2 separate regions of the Mus musculus genome follow, and region 2 is linked to region 1. The links are chromatin contacts, called in public HiChIP or PLAC-seq maps. All regions are on one chromosome and are shown on one strand. The core of a region is the stretch at or near the end of the contact, and the rest is flanking DNA. Distances in the headings are between cores, read along the strand shown.

Region 1 (6,879 bases), core at 3,216-5,715:
GATTTTTAATTTGAAATGGTTCCCAGGTTCTATATTGTCAGTGACAGTGAGTCAGAATTTTTTTTCATTTAATTTTAAATTTAGAAATTTTAAATTTAATTTTAAATTTAGAAAATTTAAATTTAAAATGTTTTTAAATTTAGTTTCAACCATGAGGTCATGTTTCCTACTATAGAGCTGAAGTATTAATGCTTTCCCCAATTGGAATCCCGTGAATCAATATTGATGTTTTCGTAGTTGCAGTGAGTATGTACACAAATAAACAGTACTCCCTGAGCTTAGTGTTCTGAAACTTGTCCAATGGTGAAGTTTAGAGTGCAGACACAATACATTGTTGCATAATCATACCATAAAAATATATTCATACATTATGTATTTTAGAAGTAGAATTGCTTTGTTGAGGCTGTAAGAATGTGAAATTTGTCCATCCGTTGCCAGATGCCCTCTAAAATCAAATACGAATTCATCTTCCTTTCTTGAGTTTAGCAGAGTGTAAAACAGAACATTTAAATGTTTCTAAATTTGCAGGTCAGTTACTCAGATCGTATTTCCTTACTCTCCAGGATAACTTAGCCTCTGCGCATCTCGTTCGCCACTTGTATTTATCTGCTCGTGGCCTGCTCAGTCCTGAGGCTCCTAGACTGTGAATTCAGACCAGGACATGCCTGCTCATTGAGTGCTCGACCCTGAGATGATTGCTTGCTCTCTAGATGTCAGTCTAACACCAGTCAGATGTAATAGTGGATGTACCAAGCACGTGGAATGCTGTTGTATAATGAGATAACTACTGTAAAGTACTTAACACGTTTTGTGAACTGTGGTGAGAATACGGTGTATACTTGCTAAGCGTTATTAATACTATAAAGGTCTTTAAAAATGAATGTCAGAATGGCTAAGATCAAAAATTCAGGTGACAGCAGATGGTGGCGAGGATGTGGAGAAAGAGGAACACTCCTCCATTGTTGGTGGGATTGCAGGCTTGTACAACCACTCTGGAAATCAGTATGGCGGTTCCTCAGAAAATTGGACATACTACTACCGGAGGATCCAGCAATACCTCTCCTGGGCATATATCCAGAAGATGTCCCAACCGGTAAGAAGGTCACATGCTCCACTATGTTCATAGCAGCCTTATTTATAATAGCCAGAAGCTGGAAAGAACCCAGATGCCCCTCAACAGAGGAATGGATACAGAAAAATGTGGTACATTTACACAATGGAGTACTACTCAGCTATTAAAAAGAATGAATTTATGAATTCCTAGCTAAATGGATGGACCTGGAGGGCATCATCCTGAGTGAGGTAACACATTCACAAAGGAACTCACACAATATGTACTCACTGATAAGTGGATATTAGCTCAAAACCTAGGATACCCAAGATATAAGATACAATTTGCTAAACACATGAAACTCAAGAAGAATGAAGACTGAAGTGTGGACACTATGCCCCTCCTTAGAATTGGGAACAAAACACCCATGGAAGGAGTTACAGAGACAAAGTTTGGAGCTGAGACGAAAGGATGGACCACGTAGAGACTGCCATATCCAGGGAACTACCCCATAACCAACTTCCAAACGCTGACACCATTGTGAGACTATGCTGGGGCCTAGCAAACACAGAAGTGGATGCTCACAGCCAGCTATTGGATGGATCACAGGGCTCCCAATGGAGGAGCTAGAGAAAGTACCCAAGGAGCTAAAGGGATCTGCAACCCTATAGGTGGAACAACATAATGAACTAACTAGTACCCCGGAGCTCTTGACTCTAGCTGCATATGTATCAAAAGATGGCCTAGTTGGCCATCACTGGTAAGAGAGGCCCATTGGACACGCAAACTGTATATGCCCCAGTACAGGGGAACGCCAGGGCCAAAAAAATTGGGAATGAGTGGGTAGGGAAGTGGTGGGGAGGGTATGGGGGACTTTTGGGATAGCATTGGAAATGTAATTGAGGAAAATATGTAATAAAAAAAATAAATGTCAATGTTGACATTATATCCATATAATTGGTGGGTTTTCCTTCTTTACAATATAGTAACCAGATAAGTTATGTTAATATATTGTCTAGTTCTGGACTAACCTCATATTCACGGAATGAGCTCTGATTCTTCACGCATGGTTAATTATGCTCTTAAAGTGGAAGTGACACATAATTGTTCTTTTAGCACACACCAGAATAAACCTTTGATCCCAGAACCAAGCTCTTGAGTCTCGGGCACATGTTAGAGGGCATCATTGGATGACCACCTCTTTCTTCCTTAGATGAATAAGTGGGAGCTGGAGCTAGCAATTGCACAGCTGGAAACTGTTCTTGAAGAACTTAGTGATCACAGTAAGAAGTATTGATCATCTATAAGATATGCTAGTTAGTGCAAACAGTGAACATCACATCCCACAAGAAACTATGTGCAGAGTGGCATTATGTGTCTGTCTCACAGTCTTATGTATATTAAGATTACTAATGTCATATGGCATTTAAAATAATAGTCACGGTGTCATTTTCTAAAACTGCAAAAGAACTTTTCCCAATAGTAGGAAAGTGTTATGTATTCTAATTTGCATCTTCTAGGGACATAATGCATCTCTGAAGTAGTATATTGTTTTGATAGCACAAATTCTATTGTGTTTGATTTCATTTTAAACTGTGAATATAACAGAAAAGTGGAATAAATACCCACCCCTTCATTTCCATAAATCATGTTTGTATGAAGTGAGAACGTGACCATTCCAAGGTATGGTGGAGGGGGAGTTTTTTGTTGTAGATGTGAGGCAGAGCACAGCCAGAGGCATCGGGAAGAGTCCAGAGCCGGAAGAGAAAGTAAGAGGCTAAATGTGGCCAGAAGATTGGACCAGACCATGAGGGGGGTGGGGTGCAGGGAGTGAGAGGACAAAGAGAGAAGAGCAAGAGAGTGCAAAGACAGCCTGTCTGAAATGGGGGGTTCTGTGGAAAGGACAAGCTGGGGGAAGGGAAACCCCTGGGCTGGAAAAGGTTAGGGTAGGAGGCCGAATTAGGAGAGTTAGGATAGCAACATGAGCTCTCTAACCGGTATTTAGGATGCTTTGGTAGCTAGTAGGCACCAGGGATAGCATTGTGTCCCTTTTGGACCTGACAAGGTCTAAGGACTCAAATGTATTCTATCCTCTTACTTCTGCTTTTTTTTTTTTTAAATCTTGAAAACACTATTATAGTGTGGCATGAGGGAAGGATAATTTATAATGAAAACATAAATACATGGGTTCCATGCTTTGAGCCCACTCTGTATACAGACTTATAATATAACTAAAGCCTGGCATTCCAGCTGGACATGGTAGTGCACACCTTTAGTCCCATCACTCCTGAAACAGACAGGCTGTGTCTGAGTTCAAAGCCAGCCTGGTCTACAAAGCGAGTTCCAGGACAGCTAGGGCTACCCAGAGAAACCCTGTCTCAAAAACTAAACAAAAGAAAACAAACAAAACCAGCGCAGCATTCCACAGGGAAATACTTCAAGTACGTAATAGTTAAATCACTTACTGGGTGTTAACTTGAGACAAGAACTTTCCTAAGTGGCTTTGTGTTATTGATTTACGTGGATTTGTGTTGTTGTGTTATTGATTATTCTTTAAAGAAACTCTGTATACCAGGCACTTTTCTAGTATTAAAGATAAACAGAGTCACTGGCCAGTTCTTTGCCTTGGTTACCTAGCAACCAGTGGCAGGGACAAGACTGAGAGTCAGACTTACTGTTGACACAGTTTTGCACTGTATACCAAAGTCCTGTCAACACTGGATATTCCCAAGGGCGGCTCCTTACTTTATAGATGAGACTCTAATTCATATTGGTTAGTAGTGTGCAAACATTGCTGAGATCCCAGGATGGAGGAGGGTACAGAGGCCAGTTGCGGTTCTGAGGTCTGGCTGCTTGTCTCCTTCAAAACAAACCAGAACAGGGAAAATCTTGGTGAATCGGAGTGATTTCTCTTCCATGTGGCTGCCACTGGGAAGGTAGATCTGAGAGTTGTCTTCAGGGATGGTGGAAAAAGCTCACTCCTCAGGAGGAAAGGAGAAAATGCAGGGCAGGAAACACATAGCTGAGCAGTCTTGGTCACACTGTGGTCTGATTGATCATTATCAGCAATTAGAACATTCCTGTCACTGGATGTGGTGGGGTGACAGCACCAGTAGCACTCAGGAGATGGAAGAAGGAGAGAGTCCTAAGTTTGGAGCCAGTGTGACCTATTGGCCGATTCAGTAAGACCTTCTTGTCTTGGGGGTGAAAGAAAACAAAATAGAAACTTGCTGTTGTATGGAGTCGTTTTGATTCTTGCCCAGGACACTTGCAGATCGGGTGAGTGCAGGGGGACTGCAGGAAGACATGACTTGCAGAAAAGGATGCACCCGGAAGGCAAGATAGAGTTAGTGAGGCCGCTAGGCTTAGGATGGTGACTTGAAGGCACTGCTCTATGGTCTGGAGCACAGGATGTTGTGAAAGTTGGCAGTTGACAGTCTGTCAGTAGTGGGTGGGGAGACACACTTCCCTTAGTAGCCTGAAGAGCTCCCTAGCAGGGAGTAAAACTGGCTCCCTGACTGTTGTCACAGAGATCATTACGGATGAGTCAGAGTGACTTGGAAGTTGGCAAAGTTACTCAAACACAAGCTCCCGTGGGGAGGGACAGGACTGATGGGTGGCCTCATCAGCTGTGGAAAAGGACAGTTCACACCGGACGCATGGATGTCAGTGCTCCTTGAGAGAGCCCTGATTAGATGTCTCGGTAGTCGCTGTGCACATAATTCTGTGTCTCTCTGGTTTATATTGCTCAAGGGGTGCCATTTATGACAAAGTAAAGTTTAAATAGTATGTAAAAATAAATGGCTGTTTTCCTTATTTCTCTTATCTGAAAGATAAACATGGAATTATAAGATGGTTTCATGAGGTGTGTTGTTTAGACTTAGGGATGAAAGGAGTACTGGCCACAAACATCCTGGCCCTGTGTAAATAAGGTTCTCTGTTTTTAACATCCTTGTTTGAGCCGTCTTTGGGAAAACAAGCACCAATTTTATGGGCAGTTTAGATTTTATCAGTTGTATTGAAGTCTCTTTACCTAGCCAGCAGGAAAGACAAGGTAGATAGATCCTGTTAGGCTTTAGAAAGGGGCCAGGGAAGAGGCTAGGATGAATGTCTTTTAACTTGATTAACTCTATAGCAAGTGGTGTGGTTCAGTGTGTGTTGAGCGTGAGTGTGTGTGTGTGTGTGCACACGTGCACGCAAATTCGAGTGCATGCTCTCACACGCGTGCATGTCTCTCACTTAGTCTGTCTTATGCTCTACAAGCAGGAGAAGCTTCAGTCTCTCCAGAACGTAGAGCCTGGCTACCTGCAAACCATAAGAAGCCCCAGAAAAAGGTTCCGATTAGCTCAGTCATCAGGGGTTAGGGTTGCCTCATTTGTCTTAGGGTTCATTATAGCCTGGGTGGGCCTAGAAATTCTTGACTGTATCTGTGGCTAACTTTGGTTGACCCAGCTAGGATTATTAGACTCATGTCTGCTAGCTGCTTCTTAGGTTAAAGTGGCTGCCTCGAAGAAGCCCTCTGTCAATCGGTCTTTGCCACTGTCTTAAACACTTAAAATGAGAGACACTGGCCAATCCAGAGCTCCTGGTATCTAGATGCTTGCTCCACCTGTTTCACCACTTGCCGATGTGGCGGCAGGTGGCCCATTTGGATGTGTGTCCTTTTCTGTTGAGAAACACTGTTATTTATAGTAGAATATTGCTTCGTGAAGAATGACAAGAAATAACAGTATGGCACAGATGTCACTGTTCTTTAAAAGAATAGGCCCATTATCTTGCCTATCAGTTCACCCAACTGCTGACGGAAGAGTTTGCAGAGAAGAAATAATACTTTACTTTATGTCAGTGGCTTTAAAGAGATACAGTTGGGGTGCAAGGTCAGCCTCTTGTCTTAAAAGCCCCCCCTTTTTTGCATTTGTTTAGCTGTTTTAAAAAAGACTTTCTTTCATTCTCTCTCTCTCTCTCTCTCTCTCTCTCTCTCTCTCTCTCTCTCTCTGCACACTATGTGTGTACAGGTACACTCAGAGGTCAGAACAGGCCGTCATAGCTCTTACAATTGGAGTTGTAGGCAGGTACAAGCTGCCTGTTGTGAGTGCTAAGATGAAACCTAGGTCCTCTGGAAAAGCGGCACACACTGTTAACTACTGAGCCATCTCTCCAGCCCCCTTAGACTGTATTTGTAATGTTATTTTCTTAATCAAACAACCACTTGGTTTTTTCACAATATACAAAATAAAATAATTATACTTTAAAATTAGATGGGGGGTGGTTTTTTTTTCTTTTAGTTGAAAGCACCTCCCACTTTGTAAGAGGACTGTTGCTTCCTGCAAAGAAAGGTAATTGTGTGGAATGATTATATTTTCATAATTACAAAAACAGTGCTTTATAATCTTATTGGTTATTCTGCTGTCATTCTAGTTAAATGAACAATCATTTAGTATTTATTGCTTACAAGATGCTGTTAGCTGCATGGGGTTTCTAAACTGTTATGTTAAGGAAGGTGAAGCTTAGGGGTCCACCTACATAGTGTGAACAGGAACCAGGTACACACTCAGTGTGTCTGTGTTCTACCATGGGCGAGGGAGCCAGGAACCTGCCATCCCTGTAGGCTTGCTGGCCCGCTCTCGAGTGCAGCTGTTCTAGGCTTTAAAGGCACTGACTTGAATGCTAGGGGATTTCCCTACTTCTTGCTTGAGGTTGCTCTCTCCATATGGTATGGGATACAACCTGCCACAGGCCCATGAGTCACGGCAGTAACCACTGCCAGAAGGAGCCGCACCTCCTCTTCTGCAAGCTTTTAGAGGGAGGCAGTGGTGACTGCTCCTGGG
Region 2 (6,879 bases), core at 2,872-5,371, 360 kb before region 1:
TAAAAAGCAACACACAACCAAATTGTAAATCTCATTCATATGCACATTAAACTGTCCAGGGAAACACTTCAGTTCCATTACAAACAATTGCATTCTAATGCACTTAAGACATAACAGTTTATCAAAAAATAGCTGAACACACCAATAAGGGAAATGTTATGTATGTATGTTCATTAAAAATCACTGATTTAAAGAATACCATAACAACCCTTAAAACAACAAAAACCCTTAAGTTCAAAATTGTGATTTTTTTTGTATTCAAATATCTTAAAAGTTTTTTTTATAAAGTTTTTTGAAAAATAGTAGTATTATGTACACATGGCAAATCAATAGGTATGAGCTACCAGCTTAAGTTACACTTGTCCATAGAATACTGGAACAGACAAAATAAATAGGCACCACAACAGCAACACTGTACTATCAACACGGAAGCTTGCCCTCAGCTATCGCCAGGTCATTGGCTTAGCAAAGTAAAAGTAAGTTGCTGGGTGACAGGGAGGAGAATGAAAATGACATCAGGAGTCTAATAAGGTTACCTTGAGGTGCCAGTCACCACAAATAGGAACTCAAAAGTCAAGAACTAAACAAAAGCTCAGCGAGGTGGTGCATCCCCTCCCAGATGATCTCTCTACTTGTGCCATGAGAGATGACAGAGGGCAAAATAACAAATGGGACGTCTTTAAAACTACCCACAAATGAAGCTAGAGTTTCCTTCTAGTACAAAATCCAGATGCTTCATCGTAAAGGCCACAGTGTCAAGTTTCTTTCCACATCCTGTCCAAAGGTACCCAGGAAAAATTCCACTTTCTTATAATAGACTCATCAGCTACATTAGATGTGTCTTCATATGTTCAAAGCTGCAACATGGGTTTTGCTGCAGAAAAACTTGGCAAAATAAAGGTTATATTTTTGAGCCGTATCAAACTCCGCATTGGAAACCAAATCCAAACTTTAGTCAGTTGGAACGATAAGCCAAAGAAGCATTTATGCATACCATCAACTGCACTAAAGTACCAAGGCATGAGAGAAACAAATGTCAAAAATCTCAGTAAAAATAAATGCATGGTGTAACTGGTTACCTGTCCATTGTGGCCCCGAGGTAAATTTTACCCTCAGCCATGTCTAATTTCAGAATCTTCTGGGAAGTATCTAGATAAATCCCATGTTGAAATTACATTCTAATATGGCCATTGAATTTATTTCTTGTTATAAAACTATATACACGTGAAGTGGTACAAATGCATTTTCATCAGGTGCTAGTTAGCTATAAAAGTTAACAATATATTTTCTGGGAAGAAAATCCCATGTCTCTGAAATACATTTGGCAATGGAAGCTAATAACCAAACTGTCTTAGCTTCCCATGACACAGCTCTAACACTCTCCCTCTCATGGTGACCCACCTTTCATGTACTCAAGTAACAGTATTTGTAACAATGTATTATCAATGAGTGGTGAATAAAAGACCGAGGCTTGTGGGAAACTGGCATAAAGTCATATATGTATATATATATATATATGTGTGTGTGTGTGTGTGTGGTTTTTTACAAAACAAAAACACTAAAATTAAACTCACAGCTCTTTTCATGAACTATTAAAAACTTAAAATACTTAATTCAGAAAGCTATGCCGTTGAATTCTAGAAACACAAGAGTCAAAACTGCAACTGTCATTATTCTCAGAAACTGCCAAGCAGAGATAAACCTTAGTGCTGAGTGCTTAATAAGTTCCAGCCCTGTAGGAATGTCCCATGGCAGAACACTTAAATCTGAAATAACAGTGGTAGAAAAAACACTATTTGACCCTTTAGGTATTGCAGAAAAAGCTGGCTGTGGCACCACTGGCTAAAAACCCACCAAGTCTTGCCGCCACCAATGACCAAAGGCACTTGGATAATCAAGAACTCCACTCTGGGCCATATGGTATACACGCTATTATAAAAGTGGACAAGTACAAGAAGGGTCAGTACTGTGTGGCTCCATGTTTTGATTCCTGTGGCCTTCAGCTATCAAAGATTGCAAACACAATGATGAATGGGAAGAAGAGAAAAAGAAAACTCATAGGACAAACTGTCAACCAATTGTCATGGTTTTCAGAAATACAATGAGTATTAGCTTAGGCATTTCTTGTTATTCAACAACAAAGAATTAAGATCTACTTTTCTGCCAAATAACGTTGACCAGTTATATGGTACCAAGAAATGCCCCTGCCCCTCCCTATAGATCATTCACAATTCTGGGAATTCTAAAGGGTATTCTGTTTATCTGTTTATTCACAATGTCCACACGTATTGATCTCTCCTAAGCAACTTCCATCTTAATTCTCTTCCCATTAACAATCCTGAATATTATGTTACACCAGGAAGCGAGGTCAAACACCTCCAACTGGATTCCAGTCATTCTTGTAGCCAACATCTTCTTCAAAATTTATTCAATTTTTATCACAAGCCATGTGGTTCAAAACACTTCAATTTTATTCAATTTAAATGAATAGAGTAAGTCAACTTTTTCTTAAACAAAACTTTTAAAGAATATTCTACCATTTTACTTAGGAGCTCAGTAAATATAAACTTTCAATATAAAACTTTATATATAAACACCTTAACCTTTTATTTTAAAGTTGTACTTTGCATCTCTTGTTAATCACTGAGCTCATGAAATTCAAAGCCATACAAATCCTTACATTAACAGTCATAAGCTTGAAACTCTTAAAAGACGACCTTGATCAAAGCTTTGGAATCCAGTAAAAATTAGAAAACGAGTGGCCTTCAGAATACCCTGAGCGTACACCAGCACTTCACCAGGAAACATAGTCGATCTTCTGTCCAGAAAGTGGGGCTGACAGTCAAAAAGAAAACAGAAGGGGAATCAGGAGCAAGTAAAATTCTGGCTGTATTACACAAGCACGAAAACAAAATTCCTTTGGAGAAAAAAATTTGTAAGTCTTCGGAGGTCTTCCAGACCGGTGAGGTAGAGTCCGAGAGGGAGAAAACGCACGTGTCCCTCCAGGTTCTGGAGACGTCTCCATCCGGGTTGGGAAGCAAAGGGACTTCTGTCGCGGGTCCGGCCGTCCCGTCTGGCCGCGGGCGTGGGGGCCGCACCTGTCCCGATCCTGGACCGCGGCGCCGCACCGCATCCAGGGGCCTAGTTCGCGCATAAAGTGCACCAAAGGGGGCCGGTTCTGTAAACATTCGACTGACATTGACATAAGTCCGTTCCAGCGCGCGGAAGCTTCCCCGGGCGGCGGCCGGCAGGAGGCGCCGCAGCGCGCATCACAGCCGGTGCACCGGGAAGCGGCGCAGCCTCACCACCGGGTCCAGGTCCACTCGCAGCACTTGGCTCGCCCTGCGCCGCGCCACCGCCAGGCTGCGCTCGCCCCACACGTCGTCGCCGACGCGGATGGTCGGGAAGCTGGTCAGCGTCGGGGTGGCCGCCCTCCAGATCTCCTCCAGGGTGCGGCCCCCGAAGCTGGATGCGGGAGGCCCGGGCTCCGCGGCCGCAGCGGCGGGGCGCGGCCTACGGGTGTCCGCGGCAGCCCGAGCTCCACGGCGCCTCCTCCTGGGCGTTGCGCGCGGGCGCGGCCGGCGCGCGGGGCGGCTGTCGGGCGCCGGGGGGTCGGGCACCAGTGCCCGGCACGAGGAGTAGCCGTAGACGTCCTTGCTGCGCAGGATGTGCGGGGAGAACTGGTGCTTGAGGCTGCAGAGGAAGCTCCAGAGCTCCGCTTCCGAGCTCATGAACTCCGTGCTGCTGGGCATGAAGAGCTTGAAGGCGTCGCCCAGCGCCTCCGTGCTTCCGGCCAGCGACAGTTGCGACCGCGAGTACACCACCTTCTCCTCCAGCGCCTCCAGCCCGGCCCCTCCTTCCGCTCCGTAGCCGCCGCCCCAGGCAGCCCGGGGCCGGCGCCGCCGCCTCTTCACGCCGCGTCGCATCAGAGGCCGCTCGGGACCGCCCGCCGTCCCTGTCCGCGCCCGGCTCGGCGGCGCTCGCCTGTGCTGGCGCCTTCCGCCCGGCGCTGCTAGCCTGTGCTGGCGCCTTCCGCCCGGCGCCGCTCGCTACTTTTCTCGCCTCGCCGCCCCTCCCCCTCGGGGCGGAGGACGCGCTGGTTGTCCTGTGGCCGGGCTAAAGATGGCGGCAGCGGCGGGCGCCCACCCCGGGGCTTTGTCATTGGACGGCGCCCGCCCCCTCCCCTGGCTTCTCTTTCTTCTCTTCTCTTGCCTCCTTTCGCCCTCAGCCTTTCTTTAAATGGGCCCGCCTTAGTCCCCGCCTCCCACGGCCTCAGCTCCTCCCATTGGGTGCTCTCCGAGTGAGGGGCGGGGACTGATGGGGGAGAGGCCAGTTCGTGGAACATGGTGGCTGTGGTGGGTGATGGTGAGGCCCTGGAAGGCCAGTCAACCATTGGGTGGATCCATGAGGGTTGCCCTGTCAAGAGAAGGAAGTGGGTGGGTGTGAGTGCCATGTTTGGGGGTGTCGTGGGTGATTGTGTTCAGCTGTGGGTTGAGCTGGGGAAGTCTACCAGTCTGAATAATGAGAGAGAACCCCAAGACTTGATAGTATAACAGCTGAGAGAGTTGGGTATAAACTAGAAGGGATGGGCATTTCATGAATCCCTTCTAAAGTCTCAAATCCTGCTTTGGCATCTTCATATGCTTTGCCTCTCTTGACCCCATCTTTTAAGAAAACTAAAAGTTCAGGCATTGATGACAGCTTCCTTCTGGGCAATGGAACCATCTTGGCACATTTAGGAGGTACAGGTCACTGGGAAAGAAAAGAGTTAATACTGTATGAACTAAAAAGTCTGCTCAAGTTGGACAAACAGCAATGGCAGCAAAGCTGTTCTGCTGAAAGAAAACATTTTTTTTAAATCAGAGTGCTATTCCACATTTCAGTTGGTATTAAATTGCCATTCGCAGCACCATCTCTATCCTTGATGTAGTATTCCACGTAATCAATAAGATTCTTTGAGAAGAATACATCCTTAAGAATGAATCACCTTTTGTATTTGGGAAGACAGTAGTAGACATCCTTTTTGTCAATTCCTCTATTCACTCTCAACTCGCTGCCTATTCACATAATAGGCGTTGAATGCATACCAAATGGATGTATGAAATAGCACTGCCTGTTTGAAATGGAGTGCAGCACTGAAATTGCTTAGAACAAGGTAATTATATATTTTGCATTTATATTGCAATTTTCTTTGAAGTCCTTTAAACTTCATTATTCCCCTTGCTGGGGATAGAACCCAGAGCTTCACACATATGAAGACTGCACCCTACTAGTGATCTATACCCTCCAGCCCCTAAGATTTCTGTAAAATAAGGTTTTTTTTTTTTAAATCTATGTCCTGGTGCTAGAATTTTCTTCAGTAAGTATCTTATTTTGCAGCACACAATGAATGCAATGCCAAATTTTTGTGATCTGCATACAGTTAAAATAGTTCCTTTAAATATTTGAGCTGAGACACACCTGGTTCAGTCTTCTTGTCGCACAGATGAGGGCAGTTTAGACCCACAGGAGTTTATTAAGACAGCTTGCTAACAGCAGGGTTGCTGCTATAGAGCTTTATGTCCCTAATCTAGAGATCTTTATATTTCACTGCTGGTTCTTCCACACTGTGTTGTGCTAACTAAATAGAAATGCTTTATGCATGTTCAGTGGCATGACCAAAAGACATAGCTGTATACCCCTGATCGTACTTCTCACCCACAACTAGGAAATTTTAATCTGTCCTGTACTGGACACGGATAATATTTTGTTTGAACCATATAACATTTTATTTAGTTTTAATAAAAGCTAAAAAAAAAAAAAGAATAAAAGAGAGAAACTTGCTTTCCTATACTAAAGTGCACACTCTACACAGTAGGCTGATGGCAAAAATAAAAACGGTGACCATGAATCAGTTTTCCATGTACCAAAATGATGGCAGCCTTATAAAGAGAAAATCGTTTTCCTAGAAAAGCATACTTCCTCTCAGAACAAGATTACATAGACAATCACTAGCTTCCTGTCTCCTCATGAAGGAATTACGTTGCAACCACTGTATTCATAGCTAGTTCTCTTGGTAATTCTGAGAACACATAATGTGAAATTTGAATAATTTCTGTCAGAATACAATAGAATATCAATTTCTGTGTAGATGGACCCAGGCAATCTCACCGTAAGCTAGAAGACTATGGAGGGAGGGCTTCATCATGAGAGAAAAGAATAAATTAGAACACAGTCTAAGTTCACATGTTGCCATGCTCACCCTTCCATGTTAACTATAAACTCTTTGGATCTTGCCACATAAATATGTACCATGCATCTACATTACGAATTAATCTGAGCCAAATAAAGTCACTAGAGACTTTGACAAAAAATACTTTCTACCTTTAATATCTTCGGTTTAATATCTCTCTTCTTTAAAATTGCATCTTGAATGGTGGCCAAAATAATAAAAAATACATATGTAAACTCATATATGTGTATGTGTGTGTGTGTGTGTTCATTATATCTATGTATGTATATAATGTATACACATGTGTATGTATAATATATTACAAAATATATGTGTGTACATTACATGTGTATATATGTATATATGCATATATGTATATATACGGTGTACATATATACATTAGCTCTGCAATAAAATAGACTTAGCACCAAATATATCTTTACAATTAAGAATTCTTAGATGCTGCTTTTTACCTTTCAGCATACATTTTCTCATCTATAAAATGAGATGTAACACTTCAATAGATTTCTTATTAGGTAATATTCATATTAAATATGCTATAGTATCTGAAACACAGTTAAACATTTAATCAATTATAGCTACCTTTATTTGTCTTATTTAATTTTGAAGATTTTATTTGGATTATCCAACATTTCAAGCACTGTATT

Evidence for each region. HiChIP or PLAC-seq counts read pairs in DNA pulled down with a chosen protein or histone mark.
Region 2: an HNF4G HiChIP or PLAC-seq map of pancreatic cancer cells shows a contact between it and region 1. The contact joins the promoter of Ccdc71l here to the enhancer-like site in region 1. A contact is called at or near these places in 3 of 115 datasets of contacts at active chromatin or transcription factors (large pre-B cells, memory CD8 T cells and pancreatic cancer cells) and 2 of 9 other capture datasets (adipose tissue and liver).

The regions. Positions count from the first base shown.
Region 1 is chr12:32,015,452-32,022,330 of GRCm38.p6, reverse strand. The region is part of intron 2 of Prkar2b (protein kinase, cAMP dependent regulatory, type II beta); the gene reads left to right. Among named protein-coding and RNA genes, the nearest start is that of Prkar2b, 42 kb to the left of the region's middle. Within about 2 kb of position 4,465, at least 159 of the 459 cell types and tissues checked have an H3K27ac peak or open chromatin away from gene starts, as enhancers often do. A contact at or near this core is called in adipose tissue, memory CD8 T cells and pancreatic cancer cells, where this site is marked.
Region 2 is chr12:32,376,031-32,382,909 of GRCm38.p6, reverse strand. Ccdc71l (coiled-coil domain containing 71 like) reads right to left here and starts at 4,121. Exons shown (of 1, transcript NM_001162903.1): 1 at 1-4,121. The coding sequence starts at 3,926. The coding sequence ends at 3,270.